Regions from separate parts of the Mus musculus genome. Here all the other regions are linked to region 3. The links are chromatin contacts, called in public promoter capture Hi-C maps. All regions are on one chromosome and are shown on one strand. Each heading gives the region's core, a stretch centred on a gene start, on an enhancer-like site or on the middle of the called end of the contact. The rest is flanking DNA. Distances are from core to core; before and after follow the strand shown.

Region 1 (4,343 bases), core at 702-3,201, 3.1 Mb after region 3:
GCACTAGGGAGGCAGAGGCAGGCAGATCTCTACCAGTTCAAGGCTGGCCTGGTCTATAGAGTGAGTTCCAGGACTGCCAGGGTTACACAGAGAAACACTGTCTTGAAAAACAAAACAAACAAACAAAGTGGGGAGTGATTAGTTGAGCAGAGGATTCTGGGATACTGAGTTTTGGTTCTCAGTCTGGTTGTAGGTCACATTATTACACCTACAGTCTCATAACCCATCAACTATGGTGGGAATGAATGCACTTCTCTGTATGTCAAACTTCAACTAAAAATAACCTTCATTTTTGTTGTTGTTCTTTTGTCTTCTCTCTGTAGACCAGGCTGGCTTCGAACTCACAGTTCTGCCCTCCTCTGCCTCCCCAGTGCCACCGCAGCATGGCTAAAAACATTCTTAAAATAGTGTAAAAAATATGAAATACAAAACAGGGGAAACTTCTGGATTATTAAGCTCCTACACAAGGCTCCAGCAGACCAGCCTGAAAGTTGAAATGGACTGACTCAGCATGAAGTTCACCAAGCTGTCACCTAGCCGTTCATCTGGCCCAAGAATTCCAGATTACAGTCAGGTCAGTCAAGCCAGTTTCCATTGGTATGACCACGTTCCTACTGCCATTTCCCTCTCACAAAACAAGTGGCATACTGTTTTGTGAGATCAGGTGCCACTCTGTATACAGCCCAGGCTAGCTTTGTACCTGAATTATGGAATAGAAGATTCAGCTAGGGGCGGGGCGGGGCGGGGCGAGGCAGGGGGCAGTTAAAACGTAGAGCAATTTTGTAAGTCCCTGGGTTCAATCTTCAACAAGAATAAACAAGAATCAGATGTTGTGAGGATGACAGGTTAGTCTTCCAAGAAGGAGAAGGACTCTCAGAGAAGCACTGGGCTTGTCTGGTTAGAGGTGACAATGGGTCCTGCCCTTATTTTAATTATATTTTTTGTGGTGTAATCGAAACCAGGATCATGTGCACATTAAGCATTCACCCTTCTTCAGGTCCTGTTCTTGTGTAGAAAACATGTGTGGGTCGGCTGGAGGGTAAAGTTGCTTGCCCTCAGCCTTAAATGAGTCTGAAACCCAGGAATTCACGTAGAGGAGGGAACCAACTCCTATAAGCTGTCCTCTGACTACCACACACCACGCGAACGCTGTGGCAAGTGTACACCGGCCCCCATAAATAATGTAATAAAATATATAAATGTTAGAAAAAACTTTTAAAAGATATTGATTTTAGGCTTTGCATCAATTTTCTTTTAAAACATGGAATATGAATGATTTACCTTGACTACTGAGCTTTTGGGTGCCCCCTAAGGTACGGTCTCACCCTGATCCCTGTACTGTCGGACCAGGGTCGAAGGTCGGGCTCTGGTCTCAGTGCCAGAGGGGGAACTTCTTCGCGTGTTTCCTCCCCCATCGTGGGAAGAGGGTGACTAGAAATAAGCTCTTGAGAGTTTAACACTTGTCCTTCTCTGACACGCACAAGTAGCTGTTTGAGGCTACATCAGTTCAACATCCAGACTTAAAAATCGAGGAGTCAAGAATAGCGGATACACGAGACTTCCGGGCTCTGGCCTTCTGATTGGCTGATACAAAAATCACTCAAACAACGACAACGGGGCATTGCGTCATCAGCGAGCGGCAAGCTTTACATAAAGTAAGCTCCTTTCCAATTGGCTCCCTTCTTCAAGAGCAACTGAAACAGCATAGGGGATTCGCGTTTCTTCAAATCTAGACTTCCGGCATCTGGAGGTACTAGGAAGACCGGAGAAATTTGATAAGCTTTTGAGGATTGGACGTTCTGGGGGCGGGGCCTTGGCGAGATGGGGGCATGGTTCTCTTTGGGGGCGTGGTTATTTCGGAAATCTTGGTGAAGTCTCCAAGTTGATGTTTCTAAGCAAGCGGGAGGCGAGGCTTGGGGCGGGGCTCCAGTGATGGGCGGGTCCAGAGGAGCGTCCTCGGCGGGCTGCTGGACCTGCGCTCAGCACTAGAGTCATTGCTAGCTCTTCCGCTTGCTGGTTGCACTTCTCAGCCATGGCTCCTCGCTGCTGGCACTGGTGGCGCTGGTCCGCGTGGTCTGGGCTTCGGCCGTCTCCCTCCAGGAGCACTCCGAGTAGGAGCAGGGCTCTTGGGGGCTGCACCAGGGCGAGGGGAGGCCTGTGATCAAGAGCGGGGGTCCGAGCAGAGCTGAGGCGGGGCTGGAGAGGGGCAAAGCTGAACGTGTCTGCTCTTGCGGGAGAAATGGGAGTGATGGAGAGGGGAGGATCTGTGCAAAGAGATGTAAGGCGTCCTGGGTAAGACAGCTCAGTAAAGGCTAAAAGGATAGACCATGAGGTCTTTATGTGTGATACGAGGTGAACGGAGGTGACAGGCAAATTCGAGGTGAGGAGATGAGCAATAGAGTTCTGTGGGGGAAAGAAGGGCTAGAAAAAAGCAAAATAGAAACGTGATGGGCATATGAAGACATGAGATCACATAAGGAACCTCTCAAGAAAGATAGTGCTGTGCAGGACAGCTTGGGGGATAAGGGGGTCTGGGGCAGATTATTTGTTATTGTTCATGGGTGAGACATGGGGTTCTGGATAAAGACAGCTCTGGCATTCAGATGAAATGGTGAAGCTTTGAGGAACGGAAAAAGGAAGATGCAGGTGAGGGTGAAGGCAAGGTGCAACTGGACAGAATTGGTTTGGGGTGGTAGGAGGGTGTTGGTTTGACCCTGCTGTCCCCTGCTCTACCTAGCCCCAGGCTTCTGCCAGAAGTTCTCCACACAGGAGAAGACCCCTCAGATCTGTGTGGTCGGCAGTGGCCCAGCTGGCTTCTACACAGCCCAACACTTGTTAAAGGTAAGCGAGGCACTCCTTCCAGGCTCCCTTCTTACCATTCATTTCTTGTCCCAATTCTGGGGGTAGGCTCCAGCCCTTTGGTTTGTCTGACAAGGAAGGGGCTTTTGACTAATGTAAGCTGTGTTCTTTCTAACTGATTCCACAGGTATAGCTGAGGCGCCCTAGGTCCTCAGCTGTGAGAGACATGCATTTGTTCCATGGATGGTGGTTGGGGACAGATGGGCAGCTGTCTTCTGCTTTGTAGGGAAGTCTTTTTCAGTCTAATGGGATGGCTTTCGCCTCCCCTTATCTTTACGCTTCTTTATCTCCAGCATTTTATATTTCAAGGCAATCTTGTCTGCAGCTTTGCGCCCTCCCCACGACCATTCTCTTCCACAAAGGCCAAGGTCTCAAAGCTTTCAGTATTAGTCTTGCCAGACAGGGCCTCAAGGTTGCCAGATGTACTGGAAACTCTGTCTCAGACCTTAAAGCAAAAGAGGAAGGGGGCGGGGTACTGCAGAGAAGGCTCCGTGGTTAGGAGTGTTTATGGTCTCACAGAGGACCAAAAGATGGGAGTTGGGTTCCCAGCACCCACACAGTGGCTCACAACTCAGCTCCAGGGAACCCAATGTCCTCTTCTGGCCTCTGCTTGGCCCTTCATTCTTGCACACACACAACATACATAACTAAAAGTGATAAAATAAGTAATTTTAAAAAGTAAGGAATACTGAGCTTGACTGAGACAAGACAGTGTCTGAACTTTAGAGGGGCTTGTAATACCAACGGGACAGAAGAAAAAACGATGATTATATTGATATCACATACAAATGTTTGAAAGGCAGAGTGACCCAGTGGCCTGGTTTACCTGGAGCTGACACTAGGAGGGTCTCATGGAGACCTCTGCTGTGAAGTGACCTATGCATGACTCTGCAGCTACATACCATGATCTACACAGGTCAGCGCTACCAGAAGCTGTCCCTAGAGAATGTATATTTGAGAAGCACCAAAGGTCATGTCTGGGCTTCAGCAAGCTCCCAGGTTCCGACATGAGTCAGCCTGGAGTGCAAGGCCACTGCTGAAGGACAGCCTGGGCTCTGGGATGGAGACCCAGGGGTTCTCAGGGTTGGGGTGGGTATGTGGGTGGTGTGGTTGGTATTAGGGAGGGTACTTGTAAGGGGCACTGAGGTTGAGGGAATGAATAGGATCTAGAAGGCAGGGCTTTTTGTGTCTTCTCAGTGGGCGGATCTTGACCTGCAGGCACGCGGGTGTGTTTATGGACCTGACAGTGTAGCTCGAGGAGGCTGGTTTACAAGGTATTTTAGGGCTTAAGCTAGGGGTAACCCCTAGCCCAGTCTAGAGGGAGAGGTGTGCAAACTGTATTTTATGGAGCATATGAGAATAAAATAGCCTCAAGAATGAGGAATTATGTGGATGAAGGCCAGAGGAAGGAGAGTGGCCCTGAGCCATCATTCCAGAGCCTATTCCAGAAGGCCATTGAGTATCTGAGGGGTGAAGAGGTGAGG
Region 2 (4,846 bases), core at 1,990-4,489, 3.3 Mb after region 3:
GGATGGGAGACAGCCCTGAGATCTGTTGCCTTTGAATCCAGACCTTCAGCTACTTGGCAATTGCTTCTTGAAAACTGACCTTGACAGAAGAGCCCAGTTCAGATGACCACTAGAAAGGGGCTCTCTGGACTTAAGACCATGAAGCTACCTTGTTTTGGGGACATTATCCAAGAGCTGAGAAGAAGGTGGGCAAGGTGCCAGCCCTACCCAGACTCCTTTGACCTAGCCATCTCTGTGGTCCTGGTGGGAGCGCCTTTGGGGCCTTCCAGGCAGTAAGCCCCAGGTGCCCTCAGGATTCAAAGCAGACAAGGAGAGAGCATCCTTCTTGAGCCTGAGCTGTAGCCCAGCTCACTGCAGGAGGAGCCTGCAGCCACCTCACCCTGAAGTCTATGCCGACGGTGGCTATGAAGGTTCCGGACAGGAAGGCCCCGTCTTTGAATTGGATCAGGAAACAGGTTTTGCCGACGCCCGAGTCTCCAAGAAGCATCACCTAGGAGATGGGGGCAGAGGCAGTTAATAGCAACTGGAGGGGGGAGAAGGGGTCTTCTGAGATTTCAGATGCCCCAGAGAGGGTCAGAGAAGGAGAGATGGGTGGAGAAGGATGTCAGCAGGACAGAGGGACACTTGCCTCCAGTGAGCCTGTCCCTGTCATCACCATGCCTCTCTCCCCCAGTCTCCTTGCCTCAGCCTCTGAGGTTCTCCCTCTGAGCTTCTTGTACTAGTCAATGTCCTTGAAGCTGAGCTGAGACCTCCAAAGTACTTGGAGATCCCCAGAGAACTTCACATTCCGTTGGTCTATACCTTGGATATATATTTGCCCATTGCTGGCCAGTGCAGAGACTACTGATGCTGAGTGTATGCTCAGGTGGGTGGGTCTCCCACACAGGGAAAAGGACCTCTCCTCCCGTAGCCTACCAAGACTTGACAGGTGGGTGGGAACATGGTGGTTCGGGTCCTTCATCCCAGCATTTGAGAGGCAGAGGCAGGCAGATCTCTGAGTTCAAGGACTAGCTAAGGCTAAATAACCAGCCCCCCCCCCCCATCTTTAAAAGAAGAAAGAGAAGACTTGATGGGCAGGACACTCTCTTTAAATTACTATTGTTTGAGTTTCCTTTTGGGTCAGACAATTATTTGGAAGTGTCTAATGAGGGCTTACGCTCATAATAGGCTTGCAGGAATTAGGGAAGACTGGAATTTATTCTGAGATGGGGAGCCAGCTTGTCTGAAGTTTTTAGCAGAAACCTCCCAAGAGGGACAAATGGCTGTGAACTGGCATCTTTGGGTCACTGTGGAGAACATGCAGGTATGGTAGAGGGAGTTCTCTGCTCAGTCATCTTGGAGAACGGAGGTGTAGACTCAACACTGGAATGTTCCCAGCCGTCTGGTTAGACTGCTAATAAGGTTGGAATTGCTCAGGGCTCTCTGAACTTGATAGCGGAGCCACAAAGCTAAAAAGCTTTTCTTCCTTAGCTATGGGGTCTTGGGCCTGATTAGTTGATTGTGGGGCAGAGATGTCAGAGTGGGTCGGAAAGGAAGGGATGCAAGGCTGAGTTCCCGAATTATAAAAACCCTACTGTGTGCTTTGGGGAAATTTTCATCGGCTTGCCCACCATAGTAGGAGGAAAGTGGGGGTGGGGTGGGGGAGTGGGGCTCGTTCCTTTGCAGCCTTTCTGGAGCTTGTCAATGACTAACGACAAGATTGATGGGGACCACTTAAGAAGAGTGCCCAAGACCCCAGACCTAAGGTGCTCCAAGGATCTTTTCTCATCATGCTCTTTTCCCACAGCTACAGACTCAGGACTGGGCCAAGCCTGGCAGGCTGGGGGTCAGCTATTTTGCAGGTGCTCCCAGCAGGCACTCTGATGGCTCTGGGGCCCCAGCCATACAGGGGGAGGGAGGGAGGGAGGCAGGCGAATACCGGTATTTGTGTACTTTACAGATCACAGCTGCCTTGAGCAAATGATGCAGCCGGTCACCCAGCCCATCAAGTCCACCAAACACAAACAGCTGCTCAGCCTTGCCACCTCCTAGGTAAACAGCTCAGTTGTCCTGCAGGGCTAGGAGGTCAGGAGATCCCCATCAGCCTGGGGGTGGGGGCTGGCCATCAGCAACTCCCCTCCCCTGAGGACTTAGAGCCCCATTTCCTGCCACAAGCCCACACAGGACGCCTATCTCAACGTCTCTGGGTGGGTAGGCTGGCTGACTGGCTTCCCCTGAAACCCTAGGGGGTGGAGATGTGAAGCTCCTAGTGAGAGTGAGATCTGGTGTTTGAGAGGAACCAAGACCCTGAAAGAGGCAGGTACCCTTCAAGACCAGGCATCACTTCTACCTGGCATAGCTCTTACTTCTCTCTCCTAAACCCTGTAGAAAAATAGTGCAAGAGGCTGGCTGGCTCAGCATCTCTTTTTAGAGTTCCATGTACTTGCTTAAGCCAAGGACACCAATAAGAGAGGTGGTGACAGACATCCTTTTATTCAGGGCATTCCTGCAGAATGTATGCACCCCAGAGAGTTGCCTTTAAGGTCGTCGGGGGGCCGGGCGGGGGGAGGGGGAGAGTGGGCCATGGTCACTAATTGCCATGTTCTTTCTCAGCTTCTGAAAATTCCCAAGTGGACTTGTAGGCTGGCTACATGCAGCCTGGGGTGTTGGGAAGGAGCTGTGAGTCTATGTCTGGAGGCAGTGGGGAGGGGAAGGGTGGGATGTACCGCTGAGTGGGGACCCAAAGCACTGCACGCCTGTGACAGGTGTCACTTTTTGAGGCTTAGCTCAAAAAGGGCATTAACCTTGAGATGCCTCTGAAGGCGGGGATGCCCTGTCTGTGTCTTCAGAGAGTCCCTGTCTCCCAGTATTCCAAAGTGTGGCAGAAGGAACTGGGTTTTTGTTCCTAGGGTGGGGGAGTCTTAGTCTTTCAGATCTGCCTTACCCCATGCCCTCCGAGGTCAGCCTAGAACCCTAGAGACTGGGATGAGCCCAGGGGTTATGCCCCAGACCAGAGACCCAGCTGACACTTCCAGAAGAGGGGTGTAGACAGGGAAGGACAGGGTCCTAAGGCAAAGGACATCGGGAGGGATGTCCCTAAGTGCCGGCCTGGGGGGTCCCCAGCACTGAGCGCAGAGCCCACCCACCTTGCCGGTGAGATCGTAGTTCGGGCTGAAGGGCGGGGAGCGCTCAGGGGCCTCGCCATCCCCAGCGGTAGCAGCTCCTGGTGTGCCAGTCATGTCCCCGGACAGTCAGAGGTGAGCCCGGCTCGAAGCAAGCGAGGGAGAGCGAGGAACCGCCCTGCCCTAGGCTCCGCCCACTCCTCCCTCCCCATCCACCAACCGGCTCGGACCCTGATAGACTCCTCCCTCCGTCCCGCCATCCCCTCGACGACGCCAGCCAGGACGTCTGAGACTCGCAGAATGCACACCCTAGGGAGTGGCAGTCCCCCTGAGAGACATTAGCCTAGTTTAGTGCTCTTACAGCACGGAATGAGTCCTGCTACAGGACCAGCCCATTAAGGTCGCAGTGGTGAAGTTAGATTGCCATCGAGGCTGCGGACCCGGGAGACCCAGCTAGCTGCGGAAGGTGTGGGGCTTGGTTTCCTACTGCGGCAATGCAGTGGCCAGCAGGGCGCGCCCGAGCTCCAGCCAGTTGACAGTCCGGTACTTACCTGCAGGCAAGAAGCTGGGGACGTCCCTGAACAATGTTGGACAGGAAGTTGCATTCTGAGACTAGCACCCAAGCGGTTCTGATAGACCTCAGCTCATCTGAGCCTACTTTTTCACCGACACTCACCTTGGAGCGCACTGACCATCTGGGGAGCTCCTGGGTGGTGCTAACACTTGGAGCTCTTTGCCATGTTTCTCCCTCATTTGTTAGTCTAAGCCCCTGATGTCCTCCCACCACGGGAAGGTGAGCTCTTGAAGCCCATCTTTCCAAGGGGACAAGATAGGGCCAACATTATTCAGGGAAGGCCTAGGCCTAGCCACCGAGTGGGTGCCACAGGAATTCATGAAGTCGTGGGTCGTTTTGAGCTGTTTCTAGTACAGCCCAGGAACCCTGCAGCTCCGGATGACGGGGGATATGGAGAATCTGGGGTTGCACATACCAGGGTTCAGTAGCTTGTGGGCCAACTTTTCAACATCTCAACGCTGTATAGAAAGGAACAGGATGCGGGGACTGGATGCGGGGTGTAGGAAGGGGGTTGGGCCCCTCAACTTTTTAGGTGAGGGCAGTGAGGGCTGGCTTTGGGGTGACTATGACTTGGGAAATGGCTGTGTACATCAGCAGGAACTATTTCATGACAGCTGAGAGGAGATCCCGGAGCCTGGATGGAGGTGACTTTGTCGAGGTGGGAATTGGAGAGGGGTAGTGGCTTGCCCCTTGCTCACCGTCCACTGAAAACTAATGTTGTGGGGGTACATCGTGTCCCCCAAGAGATATGCTGAAGTCCTAGGCACTGGTACCCAAAATGTGTGTGGCCTTCCTTGGCAACAGGAACATTAGAGATGTAGGTTAGAACTGGGCCATACTGGAATAGGGGTTCCGTGATGGTTAATACTGATCATTAACTTGGCAGGCCCTAGAGTCATGCTGTGAGGGAATATCTTAATTAGGTTGACCGAGGTGGGAAGACCCACTCCAGAGGAGGGCAGCATGAAAAGGAAGAGATCACACCTCTTGTTCTCTGTTGCTTGTTTGAGGTTAGCTGCCTCAGGCTCCTGCTGCTGGGGCTTCCCCCGTCTCGATGGAATCTAACCAAACTTCCCTTCTTCACACGCTGTTTGTGTCCGGGTATTTTATCACAGCAACGGGAAAATTAACTGAGACAAGCCCCTAACCCAGTGTGACTGTGTGATGGGGA
Region 3 (4,609 bases), core at 1,598-4,097:
TTCTTAAAAGAGGAAGTTTACATATTTTTGAAAAGTCTTCTGACCCATCTTGTTTGGTGATATCCCACATGAACTTCAAGCCAGAAGGAGTCTTGTTCCCCACCTGGCCAATGTTGCTGCAAAGGGCCAAGGAGACACCAAGCAAACATTCCTGCCAGTTCCTCCCACTAGATCCTCTCACCAGCCCCCTACCCCCCCCCCGCCACTAAGTCCTCCCAGTGGGTCCTCCCATCAGATCCTCCCATTAGGTCCTCCCACTAGGTCCCCCACTAAATCCTCCCACTAGGTCCCCCACTAAATCCTCCCACTAGATCCTCCCACTAGGTCCTCCCACTAGATCCTCCCACTCATCCTAATCCCATTAGGTCACATTCCTTTTGTCCAATCATGTTTATATATGCAGTTCCTTCTTCATCAAATCCAAGCATTAAAATAATGTTCCCAGGCTAGAGCTGGAGTTCAACTGGTAGAATGTGTGCTGAGCATGCCAAAGCCCTGGGCGCCATCCTCCAGCCATTCACCACACAGACCAGGTGTGATGGTGCACACCTGTAATCCCAGACACTCGGAAGGTTGGAGTATCAGTTCTGGGGTCATCCTCAGATGTATAGCTAGTTTGAAGACAGCTTGAGCCACGTGTTTCCCGGGATTCTCTGGATTTTGAAGGTTCTCATTTCTTAAACAGAGATTTTGTGAATATGATGTGCTATTCTCTCGCTGCCTGCATTTTGTTACTAGAGTGTAGGCTACTCCATGGAGGGTGAGGAAGTTCAGGTACTTTTCCGATCCTGTGGCAGCTATGACAGCGTCTCCCATAATGCAAAGAAGAATGCAGATCTTCTGGCTTTTCTTAGCCATGGAGCCACTGCAGACTGCTGCTCTGGAGGACATGTACTCACTCCTGCATGAACACGTACTTTGGGCCAGTAGGTTTTCTTCTAGGAATTTATCCTAGGTACATTTTATAGTTGTGCTTTAATAACACAAGGATATTCCCTGAAGTATTGTTGAAATGTGAGATTTTAGGTATTCCAAAAGAATGTTTTAGGGTGGAATTAAATAGCTTCCCTATGGTCTTGGGTAGAAGACTGTATATGGTAAAAAACCTCATTGGTCTCCTGACTCTACAGGAGTAATTCTATTCAAGGTCCCTAAAGGTCAGTTGCTGGGTAGTTGCAGGACTGTGTCATTCAACTTCTGAAGCTTGCAACGAGATGATGAGAAAGAAGTGTTGAAGCTGGTAACAAAAGTATCAATGCAACCCAACATCTCCTAAACAGACCTGTGTGCCTATGGAAACATCATTCGGATAAGGTTAGTATTGCACAATAGCAATACGGAAGGGATGGATTTCTTCTTAAAGAGATATTACCATAGCTACAAAAGAATTGCACACCGTCTAAAAGATATGACAGGGCTGAGAAGAAAACTCAGCTGGCAAAGTGATAGACTTGCAAGCACAGAGGTGAATCCACTGCCCAGAAATCATGTTACGAAAATGATGGGTGTGGTGTTGCAATCCTGGTGCAAGGGGTACTAGAGCTTCCTGGGACTCACTGGGGCTCAGTGGCCAGCCAGGCTAGCCTACTCAGCCAGTTCCAGGCCATCCAGAAACCGAGGTTGTCCTCTGGCCTCTAGGGGAACGCAAGTGCACCTGTGAATATATAAACCCACACAGATGCGTGTTCTCTCTCTCTCTCTCTCTCTCTCTCTCTCTCTCTCTCTCTCTCTCTCTCTCTGTGTGTGTGTGTATGTGTGTGTGTGTGTGTGCGCGCGCGCGCGCGCGCGCCCCTGGAACACCGACTCTGCCATCTCTCATAAAGGTTAAGCTGGGCAGAACTGAGCAATGTATTATTTAGAGTTGCACAGCTATGTGTTGTCTGCAAAGGAAGGCTTGAGAAAGATGAGCACAGTATTCGGGACCATGCCTCCCGTTGCAGGTGTAAGGAGAGGAGCTGGGAATTGGAAGGAATACCTAGAGTGCTTTAAAAATCCTACGAGCAATCTGCTATTCCGAGTGGAGAAGCTGTAACAAATAGAAGGTGGCTGATTGGGACTTGGTTTGGTCTGACACGAACATCAGAGAATTCAAGAAAGATGGCCTGCCAACCCAAGCACAGAAGAGGGAACCCAGCACATTTCTATTTTTCACATGTAATTTAGTATATATTCTAACGTTAGTTAGTGTATGTCCCAGAGGACAAAAAGGGGTGGAAGAAAGGGTTGTTTTTCACCGTGTTGGGTTACATATTTTGAATTCGTCCCAACTGTGCATCGGTTACTTCCCAGAAGGCTTTTGGGAGACTCAGGGATGAGGCTGAAGTCAGGAGGCAGGGCTGACTCTCTCCATGGTTGATGAGGGCCTCTTAAAGTCCTTACATGCCACCACTGTCTAGGACTGAGCCGGTATCACACAGCACAGAGCTCAGGGCAAGGCAGGCTGGGAAAAGATGAACCGGGGTCCTCCGTTTGTAAGGGCTATTGACTACAGTCGGCGGCGGGAACACACCACCATCCTCTGGTCCTGCTGTGGAATCTGGTCAGCATTGGCTATGACCAGCTGGAACTGCTCAGAAGAGGGTCTGAGGACTAGGGCGGCAGAGAGGAGTCCTAACTTCTAAACTTCCTGAGACGAAGGTCGGGGGGACCAGGCAAAGAACCCTGAAGCTTAACTGGGGAACGACAGACAACTCCTTTGCTGGATTTCCGCGCCTCAATTACAAGCTCAAGCGAAAAACTACGATTCCCAGCAGCCCGGCGCTCAGTGCGCAGGCGCAGAGCAGAGACTGGGTGGGCGAGTAGAGGAAGACACATAGAGCAAAGGCTGCCGGGAAGACGTGGCTGTAGGCAACCGAGAGTGCGGCGCAGGAAGACACTTAGAGCAGAGGCTGCCGGGAGCGCGCGGCCAGAGTGAGGCGCAGGCGCAGAACAGAGACTGCCGGGAGCGCGCGGCGGGGCGGAAGTGGCCGCCTGCCCTGTCCGGCCCTACGCAGGTAGGCGGCAGCCCGCAGGCTCCGGAGCCAGGCCCTCAGTGGGTGAGTGACGGTGCGCCCGCGGCCGGGTGCCCTCCCTCGCTGTGTTCTGGGGCCTGTTGCCACCCGCATCCGTCCGGCCCGGCCCCAGGCACCTCAAACTCCCCCCCGCAGCTAGGCTGTGACGGGTGCCGGACAGACAGACGTCTTTCCCCCTCTGGCTTGTGTGGGAGACCTCCCCTTTCTGATGAGGGTGCCGTGCTGAAGTAGTGCGAAACTTCTTCCTCTTCTGACTAGCATGCTTCAAATGCCCCTAGCGACAGTACCTTCCCTCCCTCCCTGCCTGGCCTGGGCACGGGCTCTCCAGTTTGGCACTTGATCACCTCTCTAACAGACCCACCTACGCACCCCATCCTCACCTGTAACCGCCCACTTCCTTGCTCCTGTCCTGGCTCTTCTTGCTGTCATCTAAGATTGGACCTTCCCCCTAGGCAGCATAGTGCACTATCCTTTTTTACTACCCGACTACCGACACCCCCTGCTTCTTCTGCACACCCCCTAGTCCCTTTCTGCACATACAACCCTAATCTCGGCTAGACTCTCCCAGCCTCGAAGTCGGGCATCACCTGGTCCATCCTTACAGAGCTTCCTGCCCCTAGCACCTGTGACATTCATACGCCTCCAGTAAACCCAAGCACCTTTCTGCAGTCACTCGGGAGTGCCTCAGTAACCAGCTTCATTTCCCAGTTCCATCTCAGGTCTATATACTGGACAAAGCTTAGACCTGGGAACCTGGTCTCACGGTGTCAGTGGGGCCTGACTGACTAGATCTTACAAGCTCCCAAGACTGTCCTGCATGTACTGCAGACCCTGCCTTGGGAACTCCTTCTCCCTGCCCCTCTGGGGCTTGTCTGAGGACCATCCTTCTGGACTGGGCTACAGGCCCTCCTTTGAGCTGCTCCCTAGACCTCGGCCTAGCAGTCTTGCTGGAACCCGTGAGCACAGCCTACTTCCTTCTGGATAAGACAAGGGATCTCTGTCACATAGAGCCCAGAGCGTCTTTGCTTGGCTAGAGACAGAATTCTGTGTGCTTTCTTGCTTTCTTTGTTCCATTTGACCTGTTATAAAAAAGTAAATGCTTCTTGCAACTGAATGGACCATGTACTGTGACCATATTGTCCCTCAGTCCCCTTTACCACGTAATATGCACCAGTGTGTCCAGGAATGCATGACATCCTCTGCCTGCTGAGCAGCGGGGACAGGAGGAGAGGTCTAGAGAGTGGAAGAGGCAGGTGTCCCGTTGCCACCCACCTGACTGTGGCATGTGTGCCCATGAAGCTCCCACAGATACGTGCGACCCTGTCACCTGAGCCTTGGAACATCCTTCGCAGTGTGGCTGTCTTCGCCGTGGCCATACAGGTAGGTGTTCCAGTGCGTGTTAGTATCTGTCCTTTGAGGACAGTGGATGGCAGTCCACACTCCTTCCCCTCTCTGTCAAGAGGCATGAAAATACCTATTAGAAGCCAGTGAGTGTTGAGAATTTCTGGAAAGCTTGTCTTAAATGCCAACACTGAAGGAATTAAAACCTTGTATACTGACTTTAAAGACTTTATATTGGCTTTTCTTTTCATCAACAC

What was found. Promoter capture Hi-C pulls out the DNA fragments that hold promoters and counts their contacts.
Region 1: a promoter capture Hi-C map of liver shows a contact between it and region 3, with 4 times the contacts expected there. The contact joins the promoter of Fdxr here to the promoter of Cant1 in region 3. A contact is called at or near these places in 2 of 39 promoter capture datasets (liver and pre-B cells).
Region 2: a promoter capture Hi-C map of liver shows a contact between it and region 3, with 2.7 times the contacts expected there. The contact joins the promoter of Rab37 here to the promoter of Cant1 in region 3.

The regions. Positions count from the first base shown.
Region 1 is chr11:115,274,577-115,278,919 of GRCm38.p6, reverse strand. It overlaps Fdxr (ferredoxin reductase), which reads left to right and starts at 1,951. Exons shown (of 12, transcript NM_007997.1): 1 at 1,951-2,111; 2 at 2,738-2,841. The coding sequence starts at 2,033. It overlaps Fads6 (fatty acid desaturase domain family, member 6), which reads left to right. Exons shown (of 6, transcript NM_178035.5): 6 at 1-293.
Region 2 is chr11:115,152,571-115,157,416 of GRCm38.p6, reverse strand. It overlaps Rab37 (RAB37, member RAS oncogene family), which reads right to left and starts at 3,239. Exons shown (of 9, transcript NM_021411.4): 1 at 3,126-3,239; 2 at 380-490. The coding sequence starts at 3,218.
Region 3 is chr11:118,417,356-118,421,964 of GRCm38.p6, reverse strand. It overlaps Cant1 (calcium activated nucleotidase 1), which reads left to right and starts at 2,847. Exons shown (of 5, transcript NM_001025617.2): 1 at 2,847-3,035; 2 at 4,311-4,391.